Regions from separate parts of the Oryzias latipes genome. Here region 2 is linked to region 1. The links are chromatin contacts, called in public Hi-C maps. All regions are on one chromosome and are shown on one strand. Each heading gives the region's core, a stretch centred on a gene start, on an enhancer-like site or on the middle of the called end of the contact. The rest is flanking DNA. Distances are from core to core; before and after follow the strand shown.

Region 1 (6,600 bases), core at 2,346-4,845:
GTCGGTTCTGGAACCAAACCTGCGGGCGGAGAGGGCGTCAGGAGGCGGATGTCCTCAAAAAGGTCCAATCAATCAATCAATCATCAATCAATCAATTACTTTGTGGCTTTGCTTTAATAAAAAAATAAAATACGATTTTTGTGATTTTCTTTGTAAATGTTTATTTTTCCTGTTTTATTTTACATTTCTAGTATAAGTAATGTTTTGATTAAAAATGTAAAACACTTTATATGATTGAATTCGTAAAAAATACCATTTTTATGAGTATTGGTTGCCTTTTTTTAAATTATAAATTAAACTTTAATACATTTTTTCACGTTTTTCTTTTTTGTTTTCATTTTTACTTTTGTATTTCCCATCGTTTCTTTAATGTTTTGTTTAAATTAAAGATTTGATAATTGAACAATTAAGCGATTTAATAAGTCATATTTGGAGGTTTTCTATTATTTTATTAATTTAAAAATGAAAAATGTTTTTCTATTTTGTATTCTATCCTAATCAGATTTGATTTTTGGCTCTATCAGCTTTTCTGACATAAAAACAATCGTTTTGTTAGATTGCGGAGCCTCTGAAGATGATTCTCGCATGTGATCCATCTTCCCTCCGGCGGTCCACGTGCGCCGCCGCCGCTGGATAAACGGTCGTCCGTGATTAATGTGGCGTTTTGCGTGGGGAAAGTGGGAGGGGAGAGGGGGGCGTTCGGTGATAAGAGAGCCGTGAAATCCGTCCTGGAGAAAGAAAGAAAAAAAGCCTCCTTGGTTTGGACGAGAGGGCTGGAGCGCACGTGAGGATGACATCTCCTCCTCTTCATCGAAGCGGCGGACGAGCATCATTTCACTAATTCTGATTTTATGTAAATGGGAAGAAGCTCTTATTTCACACGTGAGCGCGCGGAGGAGGATTGCTTAGCTGCAGAATAAAAAGCCGCGTTTCAGTGATGAAGATTGGAGAGGAAGAGGCGCGCGCGGCGCTGACTTTACAGCTTCTGTCAGAAAAATGAGCGGAACAAAGCTGCTGTGAAACATTAGTGAATAATTTTAACAACCAAAACCAATTTATTATTTCCAGTCGAAACTGGACTTAAAATTGTGACTTTTTGTAAACTTTTAGAGCTGCAACAACTTTAAAAAAAAATATAAAATAGGAATTTATGGGAAAATAATTTTAAAAAACGGAGCGTTTGTATTTTTAAGACAATTACTTTTCAATCTTTATTTTTTAATGCATAGATATTAAACAAATTTGACAATTTGCATTATTTTTATTTGAATATGTTAAAACTTTTATTTATTTTTGTATTCCATCAATAATACTATAAATTCGCTTCTTTTTTTAATTAAACGGACCAATAAAAGAGATTTTTTTATTACGTAAAAACTTAAAGTGTGAGGTCCCCTCTTTTGAATTCGGCTATTTTGATTTTAGTAATTGGAGATAGAAGCCAAAACAGGGTGGTGTCTCCATCGGGTTCCAGCTGCCTCACCTGCACTCTGGACTCCGTTAGGCCGATCCGCAGGGCCAGCTCCTCGCGCATGAAGATGTCCGGGTAGTGCGTTTTGGCGAAGCTCCTCTCCAGCTCGTTGAGCTGCGCCGGAGTGAAGCGGGTCCGGTGGCGCTTTTGTTTTTGGGTCTGCTGCCCCCCACCCTGGTTGGGGTTGCTGTTCTGCTGCTGCTGCTGCTTGTCCTGCTCCTTACCGTTCACCTGCACCGGGTTGGAGCCACCGCCGCCGCCGCTGATGTCATCGCCGGGGAGCATCGTGGCTCCCTCCACGCCGTCCGGACCCGGGCCGAGCTCCCCGGAGTGCCCCGGGTCCGGACCGCTTCCCCCGCCGCCTCCGAGCCGGCACTTCAGAGCCTCCCGGTGGCCCAGAAGCTCCGCCGCGGCATCCTTCATCCCTGCAGACAAACACGCGCGTGAGCTTTGCGCACGCAGCGGCTGCGACTCATACAACCAGCAAACCGGCGATTTTACACCGGAAAACAGAATTATTTACTTGGAAAAGCAAACAGTAAAAAAGGGCAGAACCAGCATGCAACACTTTCCATGCAGCTCCACCACTCCAAAAATCAAATTACGCAGTAATATAATAATAATGGTAATAATAATAATTACTTTTCCAATGAATTAAGCGAGTTTAGTTCACTTCGGGCGCATTAAGGACAAAACGAGAAGCAAATTGACAATTTTCTGAGCTTGATTTGAAGGAAAAAGTTGCTCCAGCTTACAGCAGAATTGAAGAGCGGAGTTGGGTGATGATAACTCACCGAGCCGAGCATCCAGGAGGTCGGCGTGAGAGAGCATTGCGCACCGCTCCAGGGCGAAACGCTATTCTCCCTCCCCAGTACCAAATAAATAAATAAAAAAAATCTCTACGACTTTAACCTATTTAAGGAATATATATCGCGTAAATGAAAGCAAATTCGGTTTGTGGTTAAAAAGGGAGCTTGGTTGCATTATAATGTAGTTTAGAGGAACGGGGAGGCGCTTAACGGCAGAGTGAAGCCACGAGCTCCTGCAAAGGAGGACCAATCAGAGCTGCTGCCGGAGCTCCTCTCTTCCTCCTCCTCCCTCTCCTCCTCTTCCTTTCCCCCCCATTCTCTCACATCCCACAAGTTCATTCCTCCTCATTCTTGTAATTGGCTTTGATTTCTCCTCCAAATTACGCCCAATAAAATATACTGATTTAATACAGAGCCGCAAAACGACACAATATTTGTTTAATTGCGCGCAGCCGCGGCTCTTGTTGGCATAGCAGGAGGGATGAAGAGGAAACACGTGGCCTCTGATTTCCGTGTAAAAGCAAACTTTATTCACCCCGATTATTCTTGGTTCCTCCAGTTCATCAGAGCCTCTGCGTAAAAGGGCGCAAAAAGGAGGAAGAGGAGTCTGGAAACGAGTCCATATCAGAGGAAGGCCGCGTCATCTGCACGTGCACAAATCTGACTAACATTTTTGGATAAATGAACCAAAACCTGCTGGCTGATACAATTATTTAAAAACCAAAAAATCAAGGGGGTTTAAAAATGAGCTTGATGTCTGGAGCTTTTCAGACTGCAGGTTTATTTCTGGGCCACAAAGGAGGCGTCCGAGCGTAACGCCGCGCAGTTTTTTTGCCTTCACGCGCCTGCAATCTGGTGGCACGAGTGGCGCGCGTGGAGGGACATAGCTGGTTGGATTACAAAGATTTGCGCACTTTTTCATCAGACACAGTGGATCTATTGGAGCCGGATCAGAACTGGACCTAAAATGTGGATCTAGAACTTAATGCGTAAAAATAAAGTTCTTCTACTGTCCCGAATAACGCGTAAGATCCGAGAGTTATTGTTTTTTGCACAGCCGTCAGGGGCGTGACACTCATCACTCTTCCCGTTTATCGCTGCACAAACACGCGTGGATGAGGACACATTTATCTCAAACCACGACACGCAGACACCGGCAGATCTCAGCGTGTTTTTCCGGCGCCCAAAAATTCCGCCTTTTGGGGTTTTATTTGATGGTTTCCTAAAGTGTCGCGAGTTCCCCGACGAATCAACCGTTTTTTTAATAAAACCATGAAAAATGTATCAAGTTTATTTTTAAGATTTATTTTAAAATAAGACTAAAATTAAAGATTGATTTGTTTTGATTGTAAAACAAATAATTTTCATTTTATTTTATTTAAAATCAAACACGCAACAAATGTCAATACATTTTTTTCTAACACTTTTCGGGGGAAAATAACTTCACCAGGGTTGGTTGCACGTGCACGGATCGAGCACTAAGAGGAAATTGTGCAAACATTAGCTTTTGTTTGTGCTGCGTTCAAGTACCAGTGAAATACTGGGAAATTTTGATGATCAGGTAAAACATTCTTTTGCATTCAGACCAGAAAATGTTCGCAATTTTAAAGTTTGAAAAAATCTGTCTGCCAGAATTTGCTATATAAATGACATTTAACACATTTAAGAACTTGATTAAAATTATTTGATTTACAAATTTTAATTTCTGCCGTAGTAAAATTGTAGAGTAACTCTAATTTACAATATTTTATTTTTTTACCCACCATCAGAGCTGAGCCAACATTTTGACAAAATATCGGCTTTCTTACATTTCTTTTTTCCCCTGGCAGAAGTCAGAAACAGTTGTCAGTCCAAACTAATTTATGGTAAATAGTTTGATTGTCCCAGCTTTGTAGCTGCACGTGAATGCACTCATCTCAATCTCTGTTCTTTAAATTAAATAATTTTAATTTTCCTCCTTTATTCGCCCGTTTGTCAGCCGTTCTAAAACAAATGCTTCTCTGATTTAACTATTTTAATAAAAAGTTGTAACACATTTGGGTCAAACAAATGTTTATTTTTAAAACATGACCCCCAACGGAACTAACGAGGCTCAGATGACTGGAAAGAGTCGAACCTGTGACCTCCAGCATTCATTTGGCTCGTTCTTCCTGCTCCGCCTTCACATAAGAAATTCACTCGATTAGATTTTAGCTGGGAGGGAAAAAAAATAAAACATTAATCGATCTGCGGCAGCTCCCAGGTGAACAAAAAAAAGCAGCAGAGAATGAAGCAACCTGGGTTCAAATGGGAGTCATTCCAACCTTATCTGGGAGGGAAACCTTTGCTTCTGACTGAAGTTTGGTTTTGAACACAGAGCTTTCACACAAACGCTGCTCTCAGCCCACAGTCGGCAAGAATCACCTGCACGGCGGCGGCGGAGCGCAGGTGCAACGCCCCGCCACTGCATCTCATGCCTCAATTAGCGGCTCTGCCCTCTGCACGGACTCCATTAGGACGTGATTTATCCGAAAGAAATATAATTATACCTCCAAATAAAATAATCAGCATTGAAGAGCGATTTCCTTAACGAGATGGAGCGGGGTGGATGTCACGGAGTAGCAGCGCCTCATTAGGGCGGTAATGACACTTTGGGGGTGATCCCGATAATTATCGAAATCTGTAAAATACGGATCAAGTCAAATGTAACCTTAATTTGTCTGGCAATTGAGTTCATTTATTAGTAGGACTATTTAGGCGGGACTCGGAGGCCTGGTGGAAGGTGGGCTTTGGATAACGGATGAGCCGGCGCTCCGTCACTCATGACCAGCGGCAGCATTTGTCATCAGACTGACAGGCTTCCCCAAAGAGCTCTCATCTTTATTGAAGGCATCAGGATCACAGCTGTAAACGGCAGCAGAGAAACACACTCAGCTGATGCATCAATTTGGGGACACGACGTGTCCTTACAAACGTTTAAAACTGGATTTTACCACCGTACATCGTTAGGAATCATTGAAATAAAAAACAAAACAAAAAGAAGTCCAGGTTTTTTCAGTGTATAGTCAACATTTTTCACCGTGTTCTAGTGGTTTTCACAAAGCAGAAATAATTACAACAGAGCAGAAACGAAGAGTGAGCTGGGCTGGGCTTCACGGTTCCACCGGGAAAGGCCTTGACGAATGGAATGGACGTTGTAGGCGACAGAGTGGGAACGCGTCATTCGTCGAGCTTCACAGAGTCCAGCATCGTCCTGGCCTCTTTGTACTCCTCTGACTCCGCCAGATCCTCCTCTGCTTCCTGGAGACACACAGTTGGAGTTAGAGCCGCCGCCTGCAGCCGCACTGACGGACAAACGACCACACAAAACTTCATTTTAGCCGCAACGGAGGACGGCGTGGCCTCGATGGAGAGCATCTGAAATCCTGAGGTGGTCACCGTGGCAACAGCCCCGTTAATGAGCTGCCACGAGGGGGGGGGGGGGGGTCTCAGAGAAGTTACAGTAGAGACCCGCAGGTTTTACTTGAGACGGGTTTTGGCTTCTTCTTGCCATAAAAAGAATTTATAATCTGATATGCTGTACGATGGGGAGGAAACACGTCACGGGTCACACAAACACAAACCGGATTTTATTGATTTTTCCCTGAAATTCTGGCCTTAATGTCAGAATTCTGATGTAAATGTCAGGATTTTGAAACATTCTGACATTTTAAACCTTTTAATTTTATAATCACAGGAGTTTACAGTTATTATTCTGAGATTTACAGTAAAATACTTCGGTAAGAAAACAGAATCCGGGAAATGAGGTTTCATTCAAACATAGCAATCAAAATATATTATATTTTTAAATTGTGTTCATCTCTAAATGTCAATTTATCTGAAGCACAAATGTAGTATTTGCTCAAATTCTTCACTTTTATGTCAAAATTTTAGTTTTAAAACCTTTAAGACGTGAATAAAGTTCTTCAATCTCAGACTTTAGATGCAATTTTGACCTTGAAATTCCTAAATAAACTAATTCTTCTGCCAAAATCTCAATTATAACTCAACGTTCATGTATTAATACAGAAAAAACAAGTCTGGTACACAAACTGAGATTTATGTCAGAATTCTAACTCCAGGAACTTTTATTAATTTCATGATCATGGGCGATAAAAATCAAGACTTTGCATTTTATAACCTGAAATTAACGGTCCAACTCTGAGAAATTATGGATTAAAATGAATGAATAACCGTCACTTTAGACTTCAGGTAAAATCTTAAAATAAAGTCAAAATCTTGACCGGACTTGAATTATGGAGACTAAAGCCTCTAAACTTTTTATCCAAACCGATTTGTATA
Region 2 (6,600 bases), core at 2,154-4,653, 54 kb after region 1:
ATAATCCCACCCCGTTATACTGTAACCATTTTATTACATGATTTATCAATATCCGAAAGAAAAGAAAGAGAATCTCAAAAACCACCTTGGAAATAAAAAACTATACTTTTTACAGCATTTAAATGGAGAGAGTGAAAACGTTTAAGTGGTTTTAAAAATGAATTTGGTTTAAGAACAAAGAAATCTCTTTAAATGATTTTACAGAACAGGACTTTTATGCCCAATTGATCTAATTCCTATTAAATTTCTTTTAGTTTTAAAATCTTAAATATTTAGATTATTGATGGACATCAATGCGTTTTATAAGCAACCAAAAGCGAAAAAATGGGCCCCCACTTCCATGTTCTATAATGAAGCTGCTATTTTCTTCCTTTTTATTATTATTTATTTATTATTGTGTCAATCCCTTTCCATTTGTTTTTTTTTTTTAAACAAAATTTCATTTTTTTCTAATTTGTTTGATTTTTTTGTTGTTTTTTTTAATTGTTTTTCTACTTTTTGGCTAGAATTTGAATCAGAACAGAATTTAAATGTTCTTGGGTTCTTAAAAGTTAAAATAAAAATTTAGCTCAATGTTTTCACAAAAAGTAAAAAATAAAATAAACAAATAATAATCAATTTTTTTAACTGTAAATATGAAAAAAAAATGGGGAAAATTGTAGTTTTCATGATCTCGTTTTGATTTTTCACCAACAGTTTATTGTGTCACAGAATAGAACAATAATGTTCAGAGAACACATGTGATCCTGTTCTTAAACAGGTTCTGTGCATCTGTTTGGGTCTAAAGTGTAAGTTTATGGCGGCACAGATGTAACCGTGGAGCCTAAAGGAAATGTCAAAGTGAAGCTCCTGCAGCAAACAACAGCTGTTCATCTGTTCTCAGTTTATTTTTAGGCAGCTTGGTTAATTGCTGCATATCGTTCAGCATCTTTCAACTGAAAGTGTGAATTTTTTACGTCCTGGAGGCTTTCTTTGTCTTTGACACAAGTTTTTACTAACTTGGAGTGCAGTTTAAAAGTTTAGATATGCTAAATATAACCCTGTAAAGCCCACGACATCGAAGAATTGATAGAAAAAAATTGTTTTTTTTCTCTCGGAATTATTACATTTTTTTAAAGCCTTTAATGAAATAAACAATACAATATCATTTTTTATGAGATATAGACAGTATCAGTAAGATCAATTGGATGATTTTGTAAGTTTTTGTTCACAACAACGTTAGTTTGAGATGCAAAAATATTAAGATGAGTGTTCAGGGAAATAAAATTAACCTTAATTACCCACTGTCTCAAATTTGATCCAATGTGGAGTAACTGTATTACAAAGAAATAATTATCGACAAATTCCCCTTACCATTGCTGAGAGCTTTCTGTTTGCATGTTTTCCCGCTAGATTTCTGCCCCTACCACCCAGTCCTGCTCTGAAACCATTTTTTAACATGAACTTGCTAACCCTAATTTTTTTCTGTAGTTTAGGATATTCATGTTGTAAACTGACCAATCCGATGTTGCAATAAAAGTAGGCGGTCCTATGTTGAGCGTTCAAAGTGTTCGGTAAACAGGGTGTGGTCCTCCAACAAGCTCCCTCTCGATTGGCCAGAGTGGTTACCATAGAAACAAACCAATCACGGACAACCAAAAACGTCTGATTCCAACATGGCAATGGTCGAATCGCTATAAAATGGTGACTGAATTGACTTAGTTTGGTTGGAACAGTTTTCTATGGGTGACATCACACTCACTCAGTCCGGTTTCCAGATACAGTCAAGGGTCAGAAGATTTCCCCAAACACCTTCCAGTTGAAAAGCTGGAACGTCATCATCCAATCAGTGATGTCGGATTTCCTTTTTTTTGTTACATTTTTTTAACATTTCATTTTTGAGCTCTGGAAAGAGTTTTTTTTTTTTACGTCACAAACATTTCCTTTTTGTTTTGTTTCATTTTGTGGTAAACTGTATGTGGTTGATTTAGAAAGTTTGTTTTGGTTTAGCTCGTGCTGGTTTGCGGCGCCTTCCGTCCGTGAAACCAGGGTTCGACTCCGGGCTGCTCCCTATTCCCTTCTCTACTTCTGTGCCAGTCCCAAGCCCGGTTGCTTTGAGAGGGTTGCGTCAGGAAGGGCATCCGGCGTAAAACATTGCCAAGTTTACCATGCGACTTGTTCGCTGTGGCGACCCCTGATGGGAAAAGCCGAAAGAGGAAGGAGTTTTGGTTTATGTAACTTTTTGGTTTTTTTGGTCGCTTTTTTTAAAAGTCGTGATCTTTTTTTGCATTGAGCGATTTGTTACTGTGATTTGGAGGTCCGGTCCACTGCTGTTCTCGGCATAAAGTTTTGAAATGAGCGAAAGCGTTTTCTGAGATTTCATGGAAGCAGCCATTTTGAAATGAGCAGGAAAAGCTCTTCTACTGCCCCTAGTGGAGTGATGATGAACTACAGGCCAGATAACATGGACCAGGTTATCTATAATGTGTTTTCAGGGAAAATTTGTATCCTGCTAATGGGATAAGAGTCAGAAATGCATATATTAAATATGATACATATAGTTATGTAGGGTTTTTGTCCATTATGGTCATTCTATTTTTCTTTTTTCAGGAATCGTTTTTGCAGATGGAAGCTTCTCGGAGAGGGAAGGTAAAGGCTTGCAGGGGGGGGTTGCTGTCACTCCAGGCAGCATTAATCCAGACCCAATTAGGTGTCAGAGTGCTGCTGCTCTTTGTTTGATGACAGCCTTGGGCGGAGAAAACCCTAATCAGGAGAGTAAACTCCGTTATATTTCAATTTGGGAGGGCGCTCTTCCGCTCCGGGAGATTGTGGCACCGGTGATAAATAAAACGCCCATTTACTCCCCCATTCGCCCGCCGCCACAGACATCCTAAACGCTTCTCGCCACCGGGCCTGTAATCATGGCCTGCATTTGGACGCCGAACATAAATCACACAATTGGAAACGCCACGATTAGGGGGCCACCGAACAAATGCGGCGTGAAACCCCGTCAGCTTATCCGGTATCATCGCCGATGGAACCAAATGGGACGGCCGCAGCCCCATCCAGACACAAACTCCTCCTAACAAGATTACGGCCTCCTCTGGTGTAATCCCCACACATTATGACACATCTGCTATTAACAAACGGGACAAAGGTGGCCGCCCGAGTGGGCCAGGCCTTCAGCTCCTTTCAAATGTTAACCAGCATGTTCCTGAAGCCGTTTAAAGTGCTAATTGGCTGATTGAGTCCATTTATGTAATCCCCTGGTCCCCCTGCTGCCCTCAAACCCTCCACAGCTCCAGTGGATTTGGGTGAAGTGCGGCGCATGATCTCTATTCAAATATTTCCACATGACAACTGCCCGCAGACCACTCCAATTAAAGGCCAGTCACTCTCCATTTGAGCTGCCTCTATAGATCACTGCCGTGTGCGTGGAGCAAACAAAGGGATTTCCCCCAAGCATTTAGCTCCCCAAGAGTGACCCGGTTCCACCCCCCCAAAAGGTCATCTCTGGGGATTAGATGCTGGATTTGGGAGGAGAATTGAAACTGCCCCTCTCTGTTTCTTTCTCTTCATAGGGGTGTGCGTGCTCGACACTGCTTAAAATGAGATGCGCATTTAAATCTGAGAACGGCGTCCACCGCCTGTGGCCGCACGCTGCCAGGAAACTGGGCCGCCCCGCCCCGCCCCACTTGCCTGGCCTGCCCGGGGTCAATTTCGCGCCCTTCGGAGCTGCTAAGGCAGCAGCAGAGGCCAGCTTTGATTCTCTGCATCTGCGATGTCGGATTCATCCGGTCCACGCCGTGGAAGAGGGACGACTTTAAATGGAAAATTAGCATTCAGACGAGAGGCGAGCGCAGTACAGCGGGACAGAGGAGCAGTTACAGATTATGCATTCTCATATGAGGGAGGGAGAGCTGCAGATCGCTGCACACGACGCCATCTGCATTCAGCAGCAGCAAACACGAGCTGCACTCTGACAGACACACTTCCTCCACAGATCAACTGGGAGTTCAGTTTCTCTTAAAACTTTTGTTTATTGACACAATTTTTTAAATACCCACCAGTTAAAACGCTGTTTTAAACATGTTCTTGCGGCATTTTTCTGACGATGGAGGACATGCATAAAGAAAATTGAGCTTTAAATTGCTTTTCTGGGTATTTCTTCATCCAAATCGTTGTGAATCAGGAGCAGATGAAAAAATGCCATTTGAAAAAGACGTAAAAACTAAGCTGGGCCCCCTGCTCTGCTCCATTCTGATGCATCCACTGTTGGACGACTATGTAGTTCTTTGTTTTCCTCGTCTGAGCGGGAATCTGGATCAAAACTACGACATTGCTCGCCATTTTCTTCGCACCATTAATGTTAGCTCTGGGTTATGAGGGGCTGTAAGCCAGTGGGAGAGCGTGTAAATACATAGCTCTCATTTATGGGTGCGGGATTGCTCCCCGCCATCGGTCCAGCCCACAATTTAGCGGAGAATTCCTAATGAACTACTGCTGCTCTGCAGAAACTATGTCCTGCAGAATGCAAACACGGCCCTGAAACAAAATACGAGCAGTCGCAGCACCTAGAATGAAACTGAACAGGTATTTTTTCGATTGTTGGAGATAGACACACGGATAGATAAACTGATTTGATGATAGCATGGTTTCTGAGGGACACCCCAAACTTTCAGCACCCAGACTCCTCCCACACACCTATATGCACCCCATAGTGGGCGGGGCTAAATCCGGGCCTGGTCTGATGAATCCATCACAAAGTTCGAGGGGCTTGTTTAATACATTGGAGAGAAATAGAGATAGATGGATGGTTATAGATAGATAGATAGATAGATAGATAGATAGATAGATAGATAGATAGATAGATAGATAGATAGATAGATAGATAGATAGATAGATAGATAGATAGATAGATAGATAGATAGATAGATAGATAGATAGATAGATAGATAGATAGATAGATAGATAGATAGATAGATAGATAGATAGATAGATAGATAGATAGATAGATAGATAGATAGATAGATAGATAGATAGATACAAGATATGCCTTTATTTAGTTAATAACTGCAGAAGAAATCATTCTTATTTTGAAAAATGTCTACGTCTTTAATCAGCCTCAATGGTTTCAATTGTTGGCCCATTAAAGAATGACTCAAAGCTGTTTGTTTTTGGTCCTTCTGAGTTTTGAGATATAATAAAACATTTATTTTTACATTGAATATTTGCAGTTTTAAGGCTGTTTTGACATCATTTCCTGGGACTGAAAGTGACTAAAAGACAACACGGAAAGTGATGCTAAAGCAGAAAATCATGGAAAAACTTGACACATAAACTCTGAGGAAAGTCTGGCGCTGAGATGTTTGATCCACCAACATTTAGATGACGAGGATGCAAAGAGTAAACAGCCAAAGACGGAGGTCGCTTATTGTTAGAGCGGCCCCTCTAAACATCATGAATAATTCAGGAAAATAAGAGGCGAACAAACAGCTAAGAAGGAAATGATCAGGTATGCGGGGCCTTGTGAGTAAGCAAATCACGACAAAAGGCAAATTTGATCTTCTAAATGGAGCCAAATTCTTTGAATGAACAATGGCTTCATTGAAAAGAGAAGCTGGAACGCGCTGGAGCACTCTCCCCCTGATTTCCAGCCTCCGCTCGGGCTTTTATGATCATTGAGAGGCTGCTGCAGACGGAGAGCGTCCCTCCGCTCTCGCACAGCTTTATTGTCACACACAGGTCTTCATTAGGAGCATCAAGAGACCCGGCGAGGGGCTTTTTTTTCTGTGTGTGTGCGTGAATCCATGTGGTTTATGCGTCTTTGGCACCACTAATTTGCCAACATGTCAGATGGAGTCTGCTTTAGTGCAAGCCTTTATGGGGGCAAAATGGTGGTGAATGGGACAGTGGAGCACTTTAGCAGCACTCACCTTCTCCTCACCCCTTTTAACTTATTAGCTTATATTAACTCATTTTAACTTGTCAACAGGGCTGCATCTCAGATAAAGCGGCGTGCGGATGGCTGCAAATGTGTTTACCTTTGCAGGAATCCGCACACTCCAGCTTTTCGCCTCGCAGACGCGATTAATGAATCTCCAGTTTGACTGAGTGATCACTTTTTAATGCACTCGAGTGGCTCTTAAAGTGCAATCAAATGTTAATTAAAGGCCAGTGATGTTTTGTTCCGCCTCTAAAAGCAGACCCGTAAATGCCCCCTTTTCTGCTTTTATTTTTGAATCCACCGCAGAGGAAACACAAGCAGGAGTCAATTGTCGCTGCACCTGCAGGGCAGCCCTTTCTGAGCCAAGCTTCTGTGAATAAAACTTAGAAAAAACTGCAGGACAAATCAGTAAAAGCAAGCTTTCATTAAAAAAGGCACAAGGATTTGGGTTCTTGCTCTTTTGCTTAAAGTAGATCAGCGAGTAATCCCATCAAACCGCAGCAGAAAGCCTTTTATTTTGAGGATTTTTTGATTTATACTTCTTTAATTATGGCAAAAGTAGTATTAAAAATGTCTACTGCTATTACAGTTTCCATATTAGGTCAGATCTTTAACATACATATATTTACAGAACAATAAATTCTTTATTATTGATATTAAAAAATACTTAAAAA

What was found. A called contact is a pair of places that touch in the nucleus more often than the background predicts.
Region 2: a Hi-C map of embryo shows a contact between it and region 1, with 1.8 times the contacts expected there. The contact joins the enhancer-like site here to the promoter of otp in region 1. A contact is called at or near these places in 4 of 5 Hi-C or Micro-C datasets (embryo and gastrula embryo).

Annotation. Positions count from the first base shown.
Region 1 is chr12:3,524,407-3,531,006 of ASM223467v1, forward strand. It overlaps otp (homeobox protein orthopedia), which reads right to left and starts at 3,596. Exons shown (of 3, transcript XM_023960724.1): 1 at 2,227-3,596; 2 at 1,484-1,896; 3 at 1-19. The coding sequence starts at 2,302. It overlaps tbca (tubulin-specific chaperone A), which reads right to left. Exons shown (of 4, transcript XM_004074503.4): 4 at 5,119-5,559. The coding sequence ends at 5,479.
Region 2 is chr12:3,578,483-3,585,082 of ASM223467v1, forward strand. No RefSeq gene overlaps it. Among protein-coding and RNA genes, the nearest start is that of LOC110016029, 17 kb to the left of the region's middle. Within about 2 kb of position 3,404, at least 2 of the 8 cell types and tissues checked have an H3K27ac peak or open chromatin away from gene starts, as enhancers often do. A contact at or near this core is called in embryo and gastrula embryo, where this site is marked.